Linked DNA regions of Mus musculus: all the other regions are linked to region 1. A link is a contact called in public Hi-C data. All regions are on one chromosome and are shown on one strand. The core of a region is the stretch at or near the end of the contact, and the rest is flanking DNA. Distances in the headings are between cores, read along the strand shown. Region 1 overlaps Rcl1 (RNA terminal phosphate cyclase-like 1). Region 2 holds the start of Rln1 (relaxin 1). Region 3 has its middle 7.3 kb from the start of 4430402I18Rik.

Region 1 (5,122 bases), core at 1,542-4,041:
ATCCCCCATCGTGTCTCTTTGAGCTCCAGAAGGTGAACTTCCACAGAGTGATCTCAGGCCCGAGGCCTGCTGCACACTGGCTGGTGTGCATCTGTGTGCAGTGCTTGTAAAATGTACGACCAGCTTCCAGCCACATTCCTTAACAACTGTACGCTCCCACCTATACTTCCGCAGAGCGGTGTAGGTAGTGTTTGTTTAACAGCAGGCATGCACTGTATCTGCCGTGAGCAGGACAATATTGTTTGATTTTTGGTTTTGTTTTTTTTTTTTTCTGTTTGGTGCTAGCAATCAAATCCAGGCCCTTATGTGTTGCTTAGCCAACCGAGTGCTCTACTACTGAGCTAGATAGCCTCAATCCCCAGATAATCTTTTTTTCAGATTATAATAGAATTGCATCATTTCCCCTTACCCTTTCCTCATTCCAAACTCTTCATATATCCTGCCTTGCTCTCTTTCAAATTCATAGGCTCTCTTTTTTTAATGATTGTTGTTACTTACATACATACATACATACATACATACATACATACATACATGTTCTGTAATACATCAATGCAGCTTGTATGAATATTTTCAGGGGTTGACCATTGGTAACCATTTGATGTGCCCTTCCCTGGAAGAAGCTGTCTCCCCTGCTCTTCCTAGCAGTCCTTAGCTGCCTCTGGTTATTTGTATAGTGTTCAGGCCTCGTGGACTTCCCACCTGCTTCCAGTTTAGCATGTCTGTCACTATGCCTGTCCAGCTCATGTTTAGGTGTCATGTTGGTGAAACATATGGATGTAGCCTCCAACATTCGAGTCACAATCTCACAGCAAACTCACTGATTCTTTTTCACTTAAAAATCATCCCACCCCCACCACCTTCCAAAATGTTCTTTGAGCCTTAGGTATGGGAATTATAGGCATATTTATCTGTTGGGGCTGGGCTCTACACCTCTGCATTTTGATTGGCTGTAGTTTTCTGTGATGATCTCTATCTGTTGCAAAGAGAAGTTTCCTTGATGCGTGAGGACCACACTTAGCTGTGGTATAAGAGCAACTATTTAGAGTGTAGTTAGGGATTATGCTGGTTGTAGGTTCTCCAAGATCCATGAGTTCATGAGTCCTGGACATTTGTCTGGGTTTTCAGCATGAGGCTGATGCCCCTTTTGTTGAACTTTCCGTTCATTTTAAATCTTTTAACTCCTGTGGTTTCCAGCATAACCCTCTGTGAGTGAAAATGTAGGTGCAGTTGTGTGCCTCATCTTAACTGATAAGACATGTCACTTGCCAGGGTCACACAAAAGCGGGGGCTGGGGGGATGGAACAGGTTCATTGGAGATATTGCTTCTCTGACTGCTTTTAGCTTAAGAGCTGTGACCCATCACTGTCACTGGCTTCTCACGACTTTGCTGATACAGAACATCATGCTACAACGTTCACAAGTCCTCATTTCAGCTTCTGGACACCTTGGACCATGGTGCTTTTTTTCATAAAGTGATATTGCTTATGGAGAGTGGTTGGCTGTGTGCCAGCGGCACAGTCAACCAGTTCTGTTTCCTGTTGCCTTGAACCAAGTTTAATAACGTCATTCTTGGAGTAGAGTTGAAGTGTTGGCATCAGACACACCACTGGTCTCAAAAGCTGCCATGTAATGACTGCGGGGAACCAGGGAACCATGTGACGCGGTTTTTCCTTGCTCTCAGATCTTGTCTCTCGGCTTCTAGGACAACTCCTTAGACCTAACTTGTTGGCAACCCTAACCCTGTGTCCAGGTGACACAGAAACCTGGGTTGGTGAAACAGGAGGCAGGATTTTCTGTTCGTATCACCAGAAAGAGGCTGACCCATCACTGCTTCCCTCTTGTGCTTCCAAGGGCATTGGAGGGGCTGAGCCTGAGCCAGTCCAGGCCTGGCCATGGAGATTCTGTGGGCAGATGGTCCTTGCTTGTTGACAGTGACAGTGGGAACAACCAACCTTTGGAAGCACACAGGGACAATTATCTCAGCTTCCAGAAGTCTCTGAAACCTTGTCAGATAGAGTGGGGGCTTTCATAGCAAAGTCTTGTTCGTGTTAACAGTGAATCACTTTGTTCTAAAGGGAAAGATAGATAGATAGATAAGTAGACAGACAAAACAGTGCAGATCCAGTTGTCAAGTGAGAAACTAAGATCATTTACTCAGAAGTTGCATTAAACTCTAGTTGCCCCAAGAGGGTTATAAGAAAAGCTGCTCCTTGATTTTGGATCAGATACCCACCCAGCCCTTTTCTCTTTTTCAAGACAGGGTTTCTCTGTGTAGCTCTGGCTGTCCTGGAACTCCCTCTATAGACCAGGCTGGCCTTGAACTCAGATCTACTTGGGGCTGCCTCCCGAGTGCTGGGATTAAAGGTGTACACCACCACAGCCCAGCCAATTTCACTTTCTTAAGGAAGCTGTTTGGGTTTAAGATGGTAGGGAAAATGAGGCTGGAGGTGGAAGAAGGGCATTCTGAAATGCCCCTCAGACCCATCTTCTGCTGGCTTGCTCAGACAGCCCGAGAGGCCGGCAAAACACTGTGGAGAAAGTCAAACAACCTTTGCTTTTCCTAACTGTTCCAAAAGCTACAAGTTCCTCAATGCTGTACATAAACAGGCCTGCACCCTCGGTCTGCATCTCTTCCACCCTCCTCCAAGACACCAAGCAAGCTCAAGTTCCCAGGAGTTCTGCCAGCAGGAGAGGGCATCTGGCTTTTTTAGTCCAGTTGAATGATTCAGAGTGAAGTAGCTGAATGAGGCCCAGAGGGAAGCTTGCCTCAGGCCTGTGTTAGTCTACGCAGCAGTGAGGGAGACCGAGCTGTCCTCCCCTCAGCCTGCAGAGAAGTGGGGAGGAAGGTCCTGGTGTTTTCTTCTCCGAGGCTGCCAGTTAGAAACTTGGCTCACACGTGTGTGTGGCTTGTTTATCTGTGGGGTTTGTGTCTTTGTCTTCTTTTCCCTAAGACAAGATGGGGAAACAGATGGATAGATGGAGAGAGAAGAAAAAAGGAAAAAAGAGGGAAAGAATTCCCATGGTCAGTAAGACCAGAAAGCCAGCAGGGGGAGAGCTGACTTCCCCTAATTACCAAGATCGCTGAAGTCCTTTCTCAGTTACCCCCAACGCTTCAGTTCTTAGTGTCTCAATAGCAGGGAGAGAGTTTCATGTGTGCAGGCCATCATTGTTGAGATACTTGTGTGACTTACCCAGAGGGTCAGCACTGTGTAGCTGGCAGTCACTTATGTAGCCACTAAGCAGAGAACGCTGTAGAAACTCCATTAAGACAGCGAAGGATCAGATGGATGAGTGCTAGTGGCTAGGAAGGCTCTATGGAAGAATTTTAAATGGGCTTGCGTTGTAAAGATGAAGTCGTATGGTCTTACATGGAGGGTCAGCAAAGTATATCTCACCTGAGCTATGGTGCTTAGCAGTTGGTCCCTGTCTTGTGACATGCCTACAGCTCACACAGAGGGTGAGTTGATCTGCTATGATCTAGTCTCTTGGTATATTTCCCTCCTGTGAGTGGATCAAGCACAGAGGAGGCACATTCACCGCAGCAGGCTTCATCCTTAATTTCATCTGTAACTGACTAGGGTTGGGACCTGGGATTAGTACATTTTTTAAACTCACAGATGTGTAGAAATATAATTTATCCGGCCATACAGCTTACCCATTTACAGTGTTCAGTTTAATAGTCTTTAGTATACTCATAGAGTTGAATAACCACAGTCTAACTTTAGCACATTTTTATCACCCCGGAAAGAAACGCTGTGCCATTTGTGGTCGCTGCCCATTTGTCCCGCTGTCGTCCCAGCTCTGTCGCAGTAATAGAGAGCTCTTGTGACCGTTGTCTAGAAAACAACATAACCCTATGTAATGATATAGGTCCTTAGCAACCACTTCTTTCATTTAGCACAGTTTACAGCGCTTATCCTGTTGGAGCACATACAAGTGCTGATAACACCCCATGAATAGGACACGCCTTTTCTTTTGTCAGTCGGTGGACATTGGGGTGTTCTCCTTATGTGCTCTTATTGGGTGGTTCGCGCTTATGAACAGCACCGCTGCGAGTGTGTGTGTGTTTGTAGGTGGTTTTGCAGGTTGTGTGCTTTCACTGTCCCGGGGCATGCATTCTCCCTGGAGCACGCATCTCTGTGCTTGAGTTTGAAGGGCTGGTTGTTTTCTAGGCAGCCGTACTTTACATTCCTGTCATGGCGTGTGCAGTAGCTTACCCGCTGCTTCCCATCACACGTGTCACTGTGCCTTTCTTAGTGCCACCAGTTGAGCATGAAGTAGTTTCTTCCTGCAGACTTGCTTTTCATTTCCCTAATGGCAGACGAGATAGCCTCTTTCCATTGTACTTGGATCTCCTGCCTGTCTTTTTAGTTGTTTTCCTAAATTACTGTAGAGTTCTTGGTTCTCTCATTGCTCTGATTTTGGTGTTTCTGTTTTGGCAACCATTAAATTGTTCGTTGTCCGAACGTAATGGCGTTCACCCTATAGTTTCAGCGTTTACAAAGACCTTGGAAGAGCTGGAGCTGATTCCGTGTGCTGGGAAGGAGTCAAAAGCCTCCATTCTTTGCTTGTGAATAATTGGTCATTCCCATATCATTTGCCTGATTTATTCCTGATAAGGCTATTAACTTGGCCTTAAGTCTGTGGGTTTATTTCTTGACTCCCAGTTTTGTTCCACTGATGTGCCCGTCTAGAATCCGTATGATGAAAGTTCCTCAGGTGCTCTCTGTGTACTTTAGGCTTAGAACTATGTGGCTGGGGCGGGGAGGCTGGCCGGATCAGGACCAGTGTGCCACAGGTGTCTGTGTGATGCTTTATTGCAGATGAACACCAGGTTATTCACTTAGCAGTGTTCCTTCAGCTTGCTCCATAAGAGCCACGGGGGATGCTTGCTGATGGAAGATTTCTGGCCCCTATGCCCCGACAACATAGAATTCAGGAAAGAGGAGAGTGTGTGTTTACATAGGCTCTGTGATTCTAGGCATTTCTATGGGGATACTTCGTCTAACCCTTAGGAGCCTATGCGTTTAGTGAATGCTCCAGGTGAGCCCTGTGGCTTAACTGGGGTCACACTGAGTGTCCTAGGGCAGCGGTTCGAACCCCCTAAAGCTTCTTGACA
Region 2 (5,122 bases), core at 1,565-4,064, 190 kb after region 1:
ACCGACGTGGCAACATTGCTGGCTCATCAATCCACCAGACTCCCTCTTTTTCCGTGAATGGGTATCTGATTGCAAGTATTTAAGCCCTGGAGGACTGCCGTCTTCTGCTTCACCCAGTTTATCATGGAGAGTTTTCTTAAAGCCTTCCAAGCTAACAACAGAATCGCTCAACACAGGTGCGTGTTGTAGCTCTGGGAGCGAGGCCTGAGCCTCAGACAGTACTGCCTTGAGCTCTTCAGACAAATTTGGAAGGCATTTCAGCGTCGTATCGAAAGGCTCTGCATCTTTGTTGATGAAGGATGGCACAACTTCTGTTAAGTTTAAAAAAGAAAAGTGAGTGGGGTAGGCAATATTCATGTCAAGGTGCATTTGGGAAAATACAGACATCTGTATAGAGAAAAGCATTTTGCCTGGATATAATTAAACACGGAACCGGGGTCAGAGAGTATTGAAAATCTCAGTGGTTTTGCTGGCTAGGCAGTTCAGACTGCTACGATCTTACCAAGGCTCTGTTTGCCCCATGTGGCTTCTTTCTGCAAGTGTCCTCATCTTGCTTTTATCACTGTAATTTTCACCCTTTGTCACTAAACTCTTATTTCTCTGCAATCACGCTGGCTATCAACAACACTATTTTTCATCTTTTCTAGCCCAATGTGGTGCCACACACCTTTAATCCTAGCATTTGGAGAGCAGAGGCAAGTGGACCTCCATGAGTTCAAAGCCAGCAGGTTTACAGAATTCCAGATTAGCCAGGACTATGTTAGAAAGATCCCATCTCAAAAAATAAAATAAAATAAAGTAACATAAAATAAAACAAAACCAACTCATTTACATGTTTTCTAACCTGAGTCATTTTCTTCATTGCCTTAGCACCATGAAAAAGTAGTCCTTGAAAACTATTTCCATGATTTTAGGAGTCCCAGAGTGTCAAGTTACTGCTTTAGGATAAAGTTTAAAAGACAGATATTTCCAGCAGCTCAGCTCTGACTAGAGAAGGATGGATGTCTCTGAACACTTACGGAGCAATCTTTCTTCCCTAGAGTGTTTGCTCCAAGTCAGTGGTATTGTATACTCAAGACAGAAACAGCCAAAAAGAACGCTTCCCAAACTGTGTGTTTCCCAGTGGTGCCTGGACCAATGTGCTGAGTGTGGTGTTTGCTCCCGTGCTGTGGGAAACCCTCTAGAACCAAGTGACCCCTTCCTTCTTTGTACACATTTACAGTTCAGCATTCACGGACTGTTTCCACCAGCAGTGTCAGTTAGGAGATTTACAGGAAAAAAAATTTTTTTTCTGCCTACAAAACTCTTTATAGTAACTCAGACCTTCCCCCTGCTCTTACCTATTCCAAATGCACAAATTTAGAGTGTTAGCAGACAAAAAAAACCTGGCAATGCTAATCAAGTTTAGATTACAGTGCAATAGCTCAGCTCTTGATGCCATTCTTCATGTCCAGCAGAACAGCGTGTCAGCTTACCAATCAGTCACTCCTCTGGAAAGAATGAAACCAAGGAATCCAAAAGGCACAGCCTAAGTGTGCAAGGGAGATACCAGGTTAGCCTTGGAGGCTTACCCTCCAGAGAAAGCCAAACCGTTCCCCTATACTGGGGTGCTCTGGGACAAAGATCCTTCCTAAGGGTCCCGTTGTCCTTTTAGCCAACAACCAACTTCAGCCGTTGGAATTTGGCACGGAAAGTGATGGCACTGTCACACCTGTTCATTCCAAGTCTAAACCAGTGACAGCAGGTGGCATTCTGTACCATTTTGTGTCTATCAGAAGTCCTGCCTTTTTCCTTCAGGAAGACATTCTAACTTTAACTCAGTTTACCAATCCCTCCTTGCTCTAAGATTTTGTCCAGTCAGAGTTTCATCGGCTGCCAAGCAAAGTTGATGTACTTAAAACCAGTAAGCAAAGGCCAGCTGTAGTCGGGGGTCAGAGTTAACTTACAAGCTTTTGTGCCTTGAAATTCCTTATTTACAACTATTTTTGAAATCCGTATGTTTGGTTTGTAGATAATAGACACAAATATAACATTTTAATCTAACTGAACTCATACAGGTATTCACTTTTTAATTACTAGATTTTGGATTCAAATGTTATTTTTATGACACTAATGAGTTTTCGGTCATGATAGTCTGCGTGCTAGCCCTTATTGATTTTCTTACATCCCCCCAACCTCTCAATTAAACTGCAAGCCCAGTTAAAAAAAAGATGCACAGCAAGGCTCCCTAGGTGATGTGTCTTACAAACAGGGAGCAGTAGTCCGCCCGGGCATACTCCACAGCCCAGATTTTGGCTCCCGTTAGGTCCTAGCTCCATTCCTAGTGTAAATGAAGCCCTTGCCTGCAGCATATCCAATTCCCTCTGATAGGTTTTCACTGAAACTCTGACCCAACCGAGCACGAGCACGTCAAACCTGAGGCTGGGGATCACAAACCTCCCCCGCCCCGGGGGGAGGCAGGGGACCTTTCCAATTGGTGGTCAGCCAATGGGAAGCATGAGAAGAAGGGGTGAGATGAGAAGGCGCTCACCAGTGGCTTGCCTGGCAAGCAGAGCTGGCTCCTCCTGGCTCAAAGCCAATCTTCCCACGGAGGCCCCGCAGATTTTGATCAATTCACGGGCATATTCACGGCCGCACATCCGAATGAATCCGTCCATCCACTCCTCCGAGACTCGCGTCCTGCAAGGCTGGCTCAGCAATAGCCAGAACCCCAGGAGCTGGAGCAAAAATCTGCTGGACATTCCGGTCTGGGCTGCTTCTGGGCGGCTCAGCCTTGGCGGGACTGGGCTCCTGCTGCTTCCCCAGTGCTCAATCCGGCTTTTATATCCCTTGGGAGCTCTCAGCACCAGTGTTGATGGTTCCAGCTCCACCCACTTCCCACCCTCAGCCTGCGTGGTATTGTCTTCTTGAGTCTCGTTCCCCTTACCCACCTTTCATTCATCACACCACCCTTCTGTCTTCTTTATTCTTGCCCCCAAACAACCTTATATCCCAAAATCACTTTGGATTTGAAGTTTTTTCTTAATTACAGAATAAGGCATGGCCCCTGGACTAAGTCACATCAGCAATAGAGACCACCTATCTTCTTACAAGCAAAGGCTTCCCAGCATGAACGTTTCTCTTGTTACCTTCTAACCCCACTAAGGTTATGGCTGCAATTGCTGGTAGGTCCGGTCATAGAAGACATAACGGGAGGAGGGTAAACTGTTAATTAAGAGGGAAACTGACTTTTCACCTGGAATGTGTTTTTTGTTTTGTTTTTGTTTGCTTTTGCTGACGTGAACCTTTTGTGATTTCTCTTAAGCAAATTCAGTACGGTTGTTTTAAAATCCTGTTGAGATTTGTAGGTTGGTTTTAGATCCTACAGTGGATATTCTGTTAGTCATAATGGAGAGAGAGAGAGAGAGAGAGAGAGAGAGAGAGAGAGAGAGAGAGAGAGAGTGTGTTTAATAGATAGAATCATAGTATCTGCACCATTTGACTTCCTTCCTGGCTACTTGTTTTCTGCGCACTTCGTTGCCTTATGGTTCATCCTAAAGTCTTTAGGACAATGGGGACCGAGAGCAGTAAGAGCCAATGCCCTTGTCTTGTTCTAAGTATCACAGGAAATGCTTTCAGGTTCTCCGCATCCGATATGATTGTAGGCTGCTGCTTGTTGTACACTCTTGATTATGTCAGGTAGCAACTTTCTTTCTGTAACTTGCTTTAAATAATGATACAGTGTTGACTTTTATCCAAAGGTTTACCTGCTTATATGGAGATAACTTTTACAGCTTTTGCAATTCATTCTGATGATATATTACATTTATTGATTTGCATATGGTAAACTACCCTTGCCTCTCGGACTCATCCACCTTCATCACCATGAATGATCTTTTTGATGGTTTAATATTTTGTTGAGTGGTTTTGTATCTATGTTTATCAATGACATTGGTTTATAGTTTTGTTTGTTGTGTCTCTGTTTCCTTTTGGTATGGAGCAATGCTGAACTGAGAGAATAAACTGATTCTTTGGAATACTTTGAGAATCTGGTAAGATTCAGCGACAGAGCCACCTGGGGCTGAACTTCTCTTTGTTGGGAGACTTGGTTACACATGCTCCATACTTGACTTAGTCTCTTCTGGTTGTCTATGTCGTCACGGGTCAATCTTGATAAGTTTATATCTAGAAATTTATCCATTTTTTTCTTTTCAAATTTTTAAATGAATTTGATTTATTAGACTGTCCATAGCATATAAAGCCCTTTTAGTTTTCTTCCTTTCTCTCTCTCTCTCTCTCTTTTCTTCCTTCCTTCCTTCCTTCCTTCCTTCCTTCCTTCCTTCCTTCCATCCTTCCTTTCTTTTAACGTTGTCCTCAATGAGGCAACTATAGTATTTTGTAGCAAACATAATTTAAAAACCAAAACTAAACAAACTCTCCTCAGTTGTGGTACCTCAGCTGTTAGTTATAACCAGATTAAAGACCTAAAACTCTACAATACATTAAAAAAAAGGCACTGGAAATTAAGCAAACATTCTTGACTCTAACTGGACGAAGTCTTACTAAAAAAACCTAAAATACAAAAAAAAAAAAAAAATTGTCTTGAGTTATTTGGCCTTGATCTTTGTCTGTAATTTTAGTCAGTTACATCTTCTCCTTTATTTTGTCTCAGTTGTTCTAACTAAAAGTTTCTCAGTTTTGTCCATCTTCTCCAGAACCAGCCCCTCATTTCAATTATAATTTAGTCTCTACTTACTTTTTGATATTGTTATTTGATATTGTTACTTTTTGAATTTGTTATTTTGGATTTGACCTGCCCTTGCCTTTTGGTCTTTGAAATACACAATTTGTCTGTTATTTGAAATCTCATCATTTTTCTTATTGCTATAAATTTCCCCTTGCTATTGACTTTTATTTACTTATTTTTTTAAAGATTTATTTATCCATTTTATGTGAGCACACTGTTGCTGTCCTCAGAAACACCAGAAGAGGGCATCTGATCCCATCACAGATGGCTATGTGGCTGCTGGGAATTGAACTCAGGACCTCTGGAAGAGCAGTCAGCGCTCCCAACCGCTGAGCCATCTCTCCAGCTGGCTATTGACTTTTTAAAAATTCCTTAACCTTTCTTGTGTTGTTTCCA
Region 3 (5,122 bases), core at 1,489-3,988, 160 kb before region 1:
TCCATCACGTTGATAGCTTCTTAGTAGAACTTGATGTCTCTCTGGAGGCCATAATAATTGATTGAAAGACCCTTGAAGCACTGTTGCAATCCTTTTATGTCTGGACTCTGTGGGCTGATTTGTTAGGCCCCACTGTCTTCCGGGCCAGTGAATTATCCTGTGGTAAGCATAAATAACAGCAGAAAGCTGAATAATAATAATAATAATAATAATAAAAGCTATTATCAGTATTTGTGAGAAATGTCTGCTAGGAAGGAAGGAAGGAAGGAAAGAAGGAAGGAAGGAAGGAAGGAAGGAAGGAAGGAAGGAAGGAAGGAAGAAAATCAAATTAATGAGACAACCTGATAGATAACCAGCAAGCTAGTAAGCAGCACCCTTCTTCCATGGCCTCTGCATCAGCTCTTGCCTCCAGGTTCCTGCCCTGTTTGAGTTTCTTCTCTGAGATCCTTCCATAATGAACAGTGATGTGTAATTGTATACTTTGGGCCTGGAGCAGAGAAAATTTTATGAAGAAAGTGGGTTTCTCGTCATTAAAAATCTGATATCTGCATATGTATCAAAAGATGGCCTAGTCGGCCATCACTGGAAAGAGAGGCCCATTGGACACACAAACTTTATATGCCCCAGTACAAGGGAACACCAGGGCCAAAAAAATGGGAATGGGTGGGTAGGGAAGTGGTGGGGAGGGTATGGGGGACTTTTGGGAGAGCATTGGAAATGTAATTGAGGAAAATATGTAATAAAAAAATATTTTAAAAAATCTGATATCTGATGATATTCAATGTTTTTCAGCTGAGTTTGAAAGAATCTGCAGAAAGGAGGTGAAACCAACAGGGTCATTGTAATGAGAGCTGTAACCATTGCAAAACAGGATTATATGCCAAGCGAGAGAGTGGTTACAAAGATCCAGGATTTCCAAAAAGATGAGGAGCTCTTTAGATACTGAGCCCTCACCCCAGATTCTGAAATATAGGGTGTTTCCTGGAACCAATTTTATGACTCTGCATGGGATGCTGATAAACTTTCAGATTCTGGCTAGTAGACGCCCTGCCCCCCGCCCCTCCCCACCTCCCCGCCTGCATCAGAATCTACACTATTTCCCATTCCTATCCAGGGACCAAATTGTGCTTGGACAGCCACGGTGCACATTAACAGAAACAGTTGTCTGGTTGTGCTCCCAGGCACCCACAAACACACTCTGAAGCTACATGATTACCTCAAGTGGGAGGGAGGAGTTAAAAAATGTACCATGGCATCCAAGACTATGAGCAGAACAACACCCGGGTGTACGCGGCGATGGAGAAGGGCGACGCTGTTTTCTTCTGACCTCTGCTCATTCTTTCCTGCCACTGTCAGTTCTGACTGCAAGCATATCAACCAGGAAGGGCACCAGTCAAGAAAACATCTCCAAGGGAGTTTTCAAGATAACGGAGAAACAGTACGGAGTCGAAGGAACCCTGGACTTTAAGGATACTTGGGTGTTTCGATGCCGACTTGTGGAAGGAGATAGAATAAACCTTTGAAACAGCCCTTCAAGTGTGAGGTTTGGCGGTGAGAGTCTGAGACAGAATAGAATTTTCAAGTGCAGCCTAAGCTACACAGCAAGATGCTATCTCCTCCTCTTTCCCCCATAAACAAAAATGAAAAGAATTGGTTCTTCATTATAATTCTTTTAAAGAGAACATCAAAGCAAGACATCGAAGGATTTTTTTTTTATTGAGATGTAATCTTTATCACCTGTAAAGATCAAGACGCATGAATTTGGGATGCATCAATTTAATTAATGTGGTGTGATTGCTTTAATGGTGTGAAATATTATTTAAAAAAATAACCTGAGGTATAACTAATAAAGGTGACTGAGTATAAAAAAAAAAAAAAGAAGAAAAGAAAAGGGCTAGAGGTTTCTTCAGGATTGAACTGCTGGTTCACTAGTGGTGTCTGCCTTTCTAGAAGACTGCTCTGCAGCTGCTGGGTCTTATTTGGTGTTTGCCACACCCCTGTAGAACTCCAGGTTGGGCAGACTGGTAGGCCAGGTTGATGTTGGTGAAATGCCTCCACACCTGGGCTGTCAAGGTCTCAAACAGGTGCTCTACCTCCTCCCGCAGCTGGACAGACTTGGCCCGCGTAGTCTGAGCGTGTCTGATGTTGTTACTGCTGAACTTGGCCCAGGTTTCAGGAACGGAGACCGTTTCGTCAAAGTTCTCCATGCCACGGAAGAAGTTAATGGATTCAGATGTGTTTTTTAGGTTTAAACATCTCTCCTCAATAGACTGTGCAGAGCTCTTGTCTGCGATGTCTTGCTCTAGGGCATGTTGAACATCTCGATTATCTTGCATCTGGGAATCAATTCGTTTAGCTAATTTTCTCATCTGATCTTGGCAACATTTAAGTAAATCTGCTACCCGGAGAAGGTTTTTCTCCCCGTTGTCATGGACCAGGTTAATCCCGATCCTTTTCTCCTTACTGTACAGATAGTCCAGGGTCACCTGCAGGGGACAGTTCACCTCCTTAGCGGCGCACTCCAAGCGCATCTTGAGGGTTTTCAAGTTGTTGATCTCCGCCATCAGCATGTCCCGCTCATGACACAACCCGGACTTCCAGAAGCGGATGTCGGAGAGCCTCTGGCCCAGGTTCCGGAAGGTTCCCTCTTGCATCTGGCGTGTCAGCTGCTCCTTATCCTGCATGATCCGCAGGGAGTCGTCTGTCAGCCGGCTGGCGCGGAGCCGCGATGCCTCTGCAATACTGATCAGCAGATCATTAGAGCGGTCCCATTCGCGTTGGGTATAACGATTGAAGTGCGGGGAGTGGAGCGAGGGCAGAATTGTGGACAGCCCCTGGTCGCCTGCGCTATCCTCCTGGCTTTTCTGGGTGGTGGCGACCTTGTAGAAGACTCTGGGTCTCCAAGCAGAGCGGCAGCGGGGCAGGTGAAAGGATTGGTAGCACTCCTGTACCTCAGGGTCCTGCCCAGCAGGGGGCGGCCACTGCAAGCCACAGTCTTTCTTGGAGCCACAGTAACTCGCTGTCTGAATGGTTCCAAGAAATTCCATCTTTCCCCATCAGACCCACGCGGGCAAAATTTGCCCAAGAGGTCAGGGCTTCTCAGGAACTAGGAGCCGCGGGGCTTCTGTGACTCAGTGCTGGTGTCATAAAGCGCGGGGAAGGGTCTTTGTGCCAATTCAGCAATCATGAGTTTGTAGAACACTAAATTTGTTTGATTTTTGTGCACAACCCCCGGCCTTTAGAAACAAACAAACAAACCCAAAACTATATCTTATGTCTATCCTTTTCCAACGTCTTTCTTTAAAACTTTAACTTTTCAGCTTTTGCACAGTTTAATATTTCAAGAAGAAATTGTACCTTTCTTTTACTATGAATAAATAAATGAACTCTTCCCTTGCTTTTAACGAACCGTAAACATGACATTTATATGTTAAAAATGACTAAAATTGCATCCTTTGGAAAACTCCCCCTAAAGGATCAGGCTACTACTATCTATATAGACCCACTGAACAACTTTAACTACATCACTATGGTAGTACTACATGCTGACTTGTATTATTCAAAAGATGGATCTGGAGGCATTTAAGACTAAAAAAAAAAGAAATTGACATTAAGTTCAATCAGGATACTGGTGTCACATTGTCTAATATAGTGGCTACATATAACTAAGTTAGCTAAAGCAAGATAAATAAATAAATACATAAAGTCTAGCTCCTCGCTTGCTCTGGTCACATTCCTAGTGCTCAGTAGCTACGCATAGCTAGTGACTATTACACAGACAATGCAGAGATTGTTCCCGTCATCAGAGAGTGTTTTAGGTTGCAATATTGCTCTAGACTTAACTGCTCTTCAAGCAGTTATGGGAGATAAGTTTTGCTTTGTTTTACAGTGTCAGGGGTAGGACCTAAGTCCTTGTACTCTACCACTGAGCTACACTGCCAGCTGAGAAACACACTAACGGCACCACAAAAAGGCATCCTGTCACACATATGACGTTGAGCTTTCTACATGACAACCAAAAGTTGTCATTGGCAATGTCAATGGCATTGTTAGAACAAAGGAAGTGTTGGCAATAACTGGTACAGATCTTAAAAATACCAATCACCAAATATTATAGGTGAGCTATTTTTACACCTTGATTTTAACAAACCAACTCAGTGTTTGAGAATTACAGGACATTTTTACAATGCTTGGAGATTGACTATATAATAGCCATTGATTAATTTTGGTAGGTATGGAAGCTTTTTTTTGTCTGTGTGGGGTGAACATTAACTTTGTTTAGAGATGCATATTAAGATGTTGCATTACCGTATTATTACTGTGTAAGTATGTGCCTGCCAAAGGCAATCCCAGGAAAGGTTTCTTTTGACTCAGAGTATGAGAGTCAGGCCTATCAGTGGTGGGCAAGATGAGGCAGCAGGTGAGTGACGTCACTGTCCACTTTGCTGTGTCCACAGTCAGGAAGCTAAAAGAGAAAGGCTGCAGCTATAACCCCATTGCTAGCCAGCTTGCCTTGCCCAAATGAAGCTGTAGGTTCCTCCTCAGTGGTCCCTGGGATGGGGCCGCCCACATCTAGTATGGATCAATAAAGGTTGATCATCATATGTGCATAGTGGTAAAATGACATAATGCTTAGATTTTACTTTCAAATATTTCAGGAAGCGAGTGTAGCAAAATCCTCACAATGGCTGAGTTTGGGTGATGGAGTTTAGGAATTTCTGTAGCTCAACATTTGTGTGTTTAAAGTATATACCTTCGCTGGACATGGTGGCGCATGCCTTTAATCCCAGCACTTGGGAGGCAGAAGCAGGCGGATTTCTGAGTTCGAGGCCAGCCTGATCTACAAAGTGAGTTCCAGGACAGCCAAGGCTACGCAGAGAAACCCTGTCTCGAAAAACAAAAAACAAAAAAACAAACAAAAAACAATATATATATATATATATATATATATATATATATATATATATATATATATATATACCTTCCAATCTATAAGATGCTTAAATGGAAACACTACCACATGCTTACATGGGCTTCCTGTCCTACCATAGCTCATAGCTTAAAGGGATTCTTGGTGGAATCAGTCTGAAATCTTTCATATCAATCTCTCACTCATATAAAA

What was found. A called contact is a pair of places that touch in the nucleus more often than the background predicts.
Region 2: a Hi-C map of cerebral cortex shows a contact between it and region 1, with 4 times the contacts expected there. A contact is called at or near these places in 5 of 39 promoter capture datasets (the C10 cell line, hematopoietic stem and progenitor cells, hippocampal neurons and 2 more), 3 of 484 Hi-C or Micro-C datasets (cerebral cortex, cortical glia and large pre-B cells), 2 of 130 datasets of targeted methods (double positive thymocytes and effector CD8 T cells) and 3 of 9 other capture datasets (adipose tissue, liver and macrophages).
Region 3: a contact with region 1 is called in a Hi-C map of uterus, with 2.8 times the contacts expected there. A contact is called at or near these places in 3 of 39 promoter capture datasets (the 3T3-L1 cell line and fetal liver), 5 of 484 Hi-C or Micro-C datasets (the G1E-ER4 cell line, liver, nephron progenitors and 1 more), 1 of 130 datasets of targeted methods (embryonic stem cells) and 1 of 9 other capture datasets (adipose tissue).

What each region holds. Positions count from the first base shown.
Region 1 is chr19:29,137,195-29,142,316 of GRCm38.p6, forward strand. The region is part of intron 8 of Rcl1 (RNA terminal phosphate cyclase-like 1); the gene reads left to right. Among named protein-coding and RNA genes, the nearest start is that of Mir101b, 4.5 kb to the left of the region's middle.
Region 2 is chr19:29,331,856-29,336,977 of GRCm38.p6, forward strand. Rln1 (relaxin 1) reads right to left here and starts at 2,815. Exons shown (of 2, transcript NM_011272.2): 1 at 2,531-2,815; 2 at 1-311. The coding sequence starts at 2,741. Gm52390 (a long non-coding RNA gene) reads left to right here and starts at 2,783. Exons shown (of 3, transcript XR_003952902.1): 1 at 2,783-2,895; 2 at 3,032-3,164.
Region 3 is chr19:28,972,558-28,977,679 of GRCm38.p6, forward strand. It overlaps the pseudogene Gm3621 and the pseudogene Gm4844. Among named protein-coding and RNA genes, the nearest start is that of 4430402I18Rik, 7.3 kb to the left of the region's middle.